2 separate regions of the Anas platyrhynchos genome follow, and region 1 is linked to region 2. A link is a contact called in public Hi-C data. All regions are on one chromosome and are shown on one strand. Each heading gives the region's core, a stretch centred on a gene start, on an enhancer-like site or on the middle of the called end of the contact. The rest is flanking DNA. Distances are from core to core; before and after follow the strand shown. Region 1 holds the start of SNAI2 (snail family transcriptional repressor 2). Region 2 has its middle 180 kb from the start of SNAI2.

Region 1 (2,827 bases), core at 261-2,760, 180 kb before region 2:
TTCTTGAAAATGGCTAACTTTCCCTGCACTTGTTTTGGCATCCCAAAGATTAAGAAGTCATGCAGCTTGACAAAGCACTTTGCTCTTACGTGTCTTAACAGAACCAGAGAGAGATTTTTTTTTCATGTCTCTATTCCAACACCTGCTGCAAAAGAAAAAAAAAAAAAGGCTGGGGTGGTCTCCGTGCAACACCCCTCCCAACAGGACAGAGCCCTAGCGGCACGCCGGCACGGCATACCAATATGTGCCCAGGCAGGTGGAGTTAAGACGCAAAGGGGGAAGAGAGGGGGGGAGGACAGAGCAGGACTCAGTCAAAGTGTGGTCTGTTAAAAATCCTCCAGTGCTCAGCCGTCCACATTTTCAAAATGCAAATGTTTTAAAATTAAAAATCATATCTGTGACTAAATGGCTTCTCAAAATCAATCTAGATAACCAGAAAATTCTGTGGCACATTTGAGAGACTTTCATCCTAAATGAAATACATAACTCAGATTATACCTTCATAGGAATTCAAGAGGTCCTAAATATACTAATGGAGAATTACATTTAAGAGACATTTAAATTACCCAGTCTATAATTTTGGGGGTTTTGCTTATCTGTGCATCTTTTGACTGCTTTGGATAATTAGGAAAATTTCCTTGGCAATGCTCTAAGAGGATAGGCAAAAGAGTGACATAACTACTCCCAAAGAAGGAAAGGTCGGGGTTTTGCATTCTGCAGATTTTTAAAGTAAAAAATTAAAGTATCCATCATATGGACAGTCTGAAGCAGTATGCATGTGTGTAACATATAAAACCTATCACCCAGCTCTGAAATATGTTGCCTTTTCATGGGCTGCTCCCTCTGCTTTGACTCATTTGAAGTATCTTGCTGGCTTTTCTGCCTGGAAGGGCCAGGTTAGGGAAGCATGCTGCTAGTCTCCAGCATTTCCTGAACACAACTTTTCAAAGGCGGCTCCCAAACAGAGCGGCACACAGTCTGTTCAAAACCTTCCATTAGCTCTGCTGGCTAGTTTGTTATCTTGTAAGGTCCCCCCCTTCTGCCCTTAATGAACAGTTTGTTCCATTGTAATTCTTATATCAAGCATCTGGAAACCAGACAGATAAATTTTTACACACCACATAGATTTAAAAAAAAAAAAAAAAAAAGTCTTTTAGTACACGTGACTTACCCAAGAACAAAAAAAAAAAAAAGGAGGGTCAGCTGAACCAGTAAACTGACCTTTTTAAAAAAATAAAATAAAATAAAATAATTATGAAAAAAAAAAAAAAAAGAGAGAGAGAAACACTATGACCAACACGGTTTTCTAGACAGAAACTCTGAAAAGCAACATACACTTTGCAGCAGGATAATGTGCTCTGACAACAGACTAGCTCCTCTGTTCACAGCTGTCTCCAGCGGGAGGAGCTGAAACCTGAAGCAAAGCCTCCGAGCAGGGATTGGATCCGTCCTGCGAGGAGCCCTCCCAAAAAAACAGGCTGTTTGGAAAAGTGCTTGAGAACATCCAGAAGTGATTGGAGGAGCAGAAAACCCTTCCCCCCTGCACCTGACTTGTGGGTATTTACAGCACTTTTCAAGGCGCCTCTGCACTGCCACTACACAAGCAGAGTGCATGGACGGCGCGGGGCAGACAATGCGATAGGGACCGATGCACCAGCAGTGATAGTGTGCGTGCGTGCTGCACACCAGCTGGGCACCGTTACACGAATCCGAAAGGAGGCTCTGGAAGAAGGAGAAACCCTGCATTCAAAATGCCACGCTCCTTCCTGGTCAAGAAGCATTTCAATTCATCTAAGAAGCCAAATTACAGCGAACTGGACACTCATACAGGTAACAAAACGAGATCGATGGCCGCCGCTTTGCTTCTGAGGTTGTGTTTATGGTGTGGCGGTAAAGAGGAGGGGTGGGATTGCTTTTACAGGCTTTGGAGAATGGGTTAGTTCACTGCTAGCTCTTTTATCTTTTGCTTACAACGAGAGAGTTCTGAGAAATATGTCAGTGCTCCGCAGAATGAATCACAAAGTTTGCTCATCCACTTGAACTCAGTTATTATAAGAGGATTTGGAGTTTTCCTGTTCTACATCTGTTGGAAATGGAATTGAAACTTTTATGCAATTCCTTCAGGAAGTTTCACTGCTTCAGTGTATCAGGCTGCATAGGTTTAGAAAGAGCATGCTGCCTCGAAGAGACTCAAACTATAACTCGAACTATAATGCTGTCTCTACCCATCAGTATGTATGTATCAAGTAGTATTTCCTTAGTCCTCCCTATATTCAGACAACCGTACTGAGTTTTTGATTTATGCATTTTTTTTAATCCCACAAATGTTAATTTTGCTGCCTTCTGAAGTACTTTTCAGTTCTCTTACCTTAAAATTTTCTTCTTTCTCCAGTGATTATATCCCCATACCTGTATGAAAGCTATCCAGTCCCTATCATACCACAGCCAGAGATCCTGAGCTCTGTAGCTTACAACCCCATTACTGTGTGGACTACAACCGGGCTGCTACCGTCTCCACTACCTAATGACCTCTCTCCACTTTCTGGATACCCTTCATCTTTGGGAAGAGTCAGCCCACCTCCACCTTCTGACACCTCCTCCAAAGATCACAGCGGTTCAGAAAGTCCCATTAGTGATGAAGAAGAGAGAATCCAGTCAAAGCTTTCAGACCCCCATGCAATCGAAGCTGAAAAGTTTCAGTGCAGTTTATGCAACAAGACCTATTCAACTTTCTCTGGGTTGGCCAAACATAAGCAGCTGCATTGTGATGCCCAGTCTAGGAAATCATTCAGCTGCAAGTACTGTGACAAGGAGTATGTCAGCCTGG
Region 2 (2,700 bases), core at 84-2,583:
GAGGAAGTGGAAGTTTAAGAGCCTTGCAGAAAACAGATGGAAAATGTGATAGGAAACTGAAAAACAAACATATTATGTTTTCATACATGTTAGTTGCACATAACAAAGGTTAACTTCCACTTGTATCTTTCTCTAAAGTTTCTGCCCAGTATTTTTCATTCTTGCACTAGTATTTATATACTGTAAGGTCTTCTCCCAATAACAATAGTAAAAGAGTCTGGTAAAAGTTTTATTATCAAAGACAGTAAAAAGTCTTATTTTATGTAGAGGAAATAAGCCGGAATCAATAAAGATATAACTTGGTGTGTCTATTAACACACCGGAACAAAATTTCTCAATTAATTTTTCCCAAAATGCAGTTCTCTTTACTGGGATTCTCTCGATGACTTTTTACCAAGGTTTTCTCTGCAGGAAATAGTGGACAAACTCCAGATCTCTGAAAGAATGACAAAACAGTATGAAGTACTGGATCTCCCACAAGAATGCTAGAAACTTCACCTCTCACGGAGCTGGGAAAGACCAAACAAAATTTACACACAACCCAAACCCACACTGGGGTCTGGCATTTGATTAATCCCACAGCATTTTCAATCCATCTCATTCCATCTTAGTAACTGCTTTATTTTTTAAAGCAGGCTAGATTTAAAAGATCTTCCTTAGGCCTCTCCTACCTCTGCTGATTTTCAAATTCTTTGCATCCATCAGCACAGCTGAAATTAGAACCCTTATTCTGTATTGTAAATTGCGAAATAAAATTTGGAACATTTTAAGTCTGTAAACATCAAATTATTCTGAATGTTTTGTCTTCTGTAGTTACTAGCCACTAAAGATTGATGTTCCCTTGTAACTCCTTGCTGATTAACACATTCCTTTGGGTGCCTAATTTGTGAGAGATTTACACTGTGCAAACACTGTTTACAGAGAGCACTTGATTCTCTCTAAATCAGTTAGATATGCCTTTTCAGGAACATTTTCTCTTTCAGACTACCAGAAGAGGGGTTTTGTTTTTTACCTGCAACAAGGGTTCCAAGACCACATCGCCTCTGAGAAGTGACGGGGCAGCTTGGAAATAAAATGGGCTTGCCAGTACTGCCTCATGTATAATTGAAATGCAATTTAAGGGGTCTTCAGAGGAATTTCTCCAGCTCTGGAGGAGGCCGATCAGCAATCTGACCTCCAATAAAGACAACAGAAGGAAGCTCCCTTTGAAAGATAGAGGGGACTTTTTTTTCTTTGAAAAGCATTCTTAGGTGCCGTCTGCTGATACAGTGCAGACTTATCTCCTGAGGTCCAGACAAGTCTGTGTTACTGATTATGCCAATATACCTCATGCAGTTCTCACTGCTCTTATCTAAGAATGGGAAAAGTCAAGGAGAGCAAGGGAAAAATAAAACAGAACCCTATCCAAAGGAGAAGTTTATCTTTAGAAGTGTTCGAAATACATCCAAAGAAATTCCTCTGCATATATGTTAAAGTTCTAGAATTTTACTTTGTTTTTATTCTCCATTAAAAAATGAGGCTACTTTGTGAATAAAAAGTGAGCAAAATATGTCTATAAACCTGGTGGACACATGTACAAACAGGTCATTCTATTTGCAGTCATGCGTTGTGTTTGAAAAACGAGCATTTGTATCTAAAGTTATACCTGAAGTCATGATGTGTTATAAAGGCAAATACTGAGTCCTGCATCTGGGACAGCCTGGGTGCCAACTGATTAGAGAGCAGCTTCACAAAAAGGACCTGGGACTCCTGAAGGGAAAACTGAACATGAGTCAGCAGTATACCTTTGCAGCAATAAAATCCAGCCTCATACTGGGCTGCTTTATTAAGAAAATAGGCAGCAACTCAAAGGAAATTATTATTCCCCTCTATTCAGCACTTGTGAGACCACATCTGGAATACTGTATCTAATTCTGGGACACTGACAAACTGGAGCAAGTCAAGCTGAGGGCCACCAAGGTGGACAAGGGGCTGCAAAACATGACATGTAAGGACAGCTGAGGGAGCTGGATTTGTTTGGCCTGGAAAAGGGAGAGCTAAAGGAGAGGGTTTCACTTCCATTTTCACCTACCTAATGGGTGGTCACTGAGAAACTGTTCTTGGAAGTGCACATCAAAGGATGTCAATGGATGTCACTGGATGCATGTCTCAGCAAGGGAACTTTCATGTATGAGGAAAAAGAATATTCACAATAAGACTGGCAAAGGAAAAACAAAAAAGAAGAAGAAGAAAAAAAAGGAAAAGGAAAGGGAAAGGGAAAAGGAAAAGGAAAAGGAAAAGGAAAAGGAAAAGGAAAAGGAAAAGGAAAAGGAAAAGGAAAAGGAAAAGGAAAAGGAAAAGGAAAAGGAAAAGGAAAAGGAAAAGGAAAAGGAAAAGGAAAAGGAAAGGGAAAAAAAGAGAAGGGTGCCCCAGAGAGGCTGTCGCATCTTCACCCTTACAGATACTCAAAACTTTGTGGAAAATGTCTTAAGCAACATGCTCCAACTTCAAAGTTAGCAATGCTTTGAGCAAGCAATTGCACTAGAGGAGCTCCAAGGGGCCCCTCCAACCTAAATTATTCAATGAATTTATACTAGTAAACAAAAGTTCATCTGTTTTCGCTGTTAACCTGTCTTCCATCTCACATCAGAAACTAAGTGCATTCTCTGCAAGTTTATAATTTGTGGGACAAAGTGACCCACTGCTGGGACAGAGTAAGAC

Evidence for each region. Hi-C and Micro-C count contacts between places; a contact is called where the count stands out from the background.
Region 1: a Hi-C map of F5 follicle shows a contact between it and region 2, with 5 times the contacts expected there. The contact joins the promoter of SNAI2 here to the enhancer-like site in region 2. A contact is called at or near these places in 2 of 8 Hi-C or Micro-C datasets (F5 follicle and subcutaneous adipose tissue).

What each region holds. Positions count from the first base shown.
Region 1 is chr2:46,814,491-46,817,317 of IASCAAS_PekinDuck_T2T, reverse strand. SNAI2 (snail family transcriptional repressor 2) reads left to right here and starts at 1,510. Exons shown (of 3, transcript XM_005010199.6): 1 at 1,510-1,830; 2 at 2,393-2,827. The coding sequence starts at 1,752. LOC119715952 (a long non-coding RNA gene) reads right to left here and starts at 1,450. Exons shown (of 4, transcript XR_005263505.2): 1 at 1,336-1,450.
Region 2 is chr2:46,631,319-46,634,018 of IASCAAS_PekinDuck_T2T, reverse strand. No RefSeq gene overlaps it. Among named protein-coding and RNA genes, the nearest start is that of SNAI2, 180 kb to the left of the region's middle. Within about 2 kb of position 1,333, at least 6 of the 8 cell types and tissues checked have an H3K27ac peak or open chromatin away from gene starts, as enhancers often do. A contact at or near this core is called in F5 follicle, where this site is marked.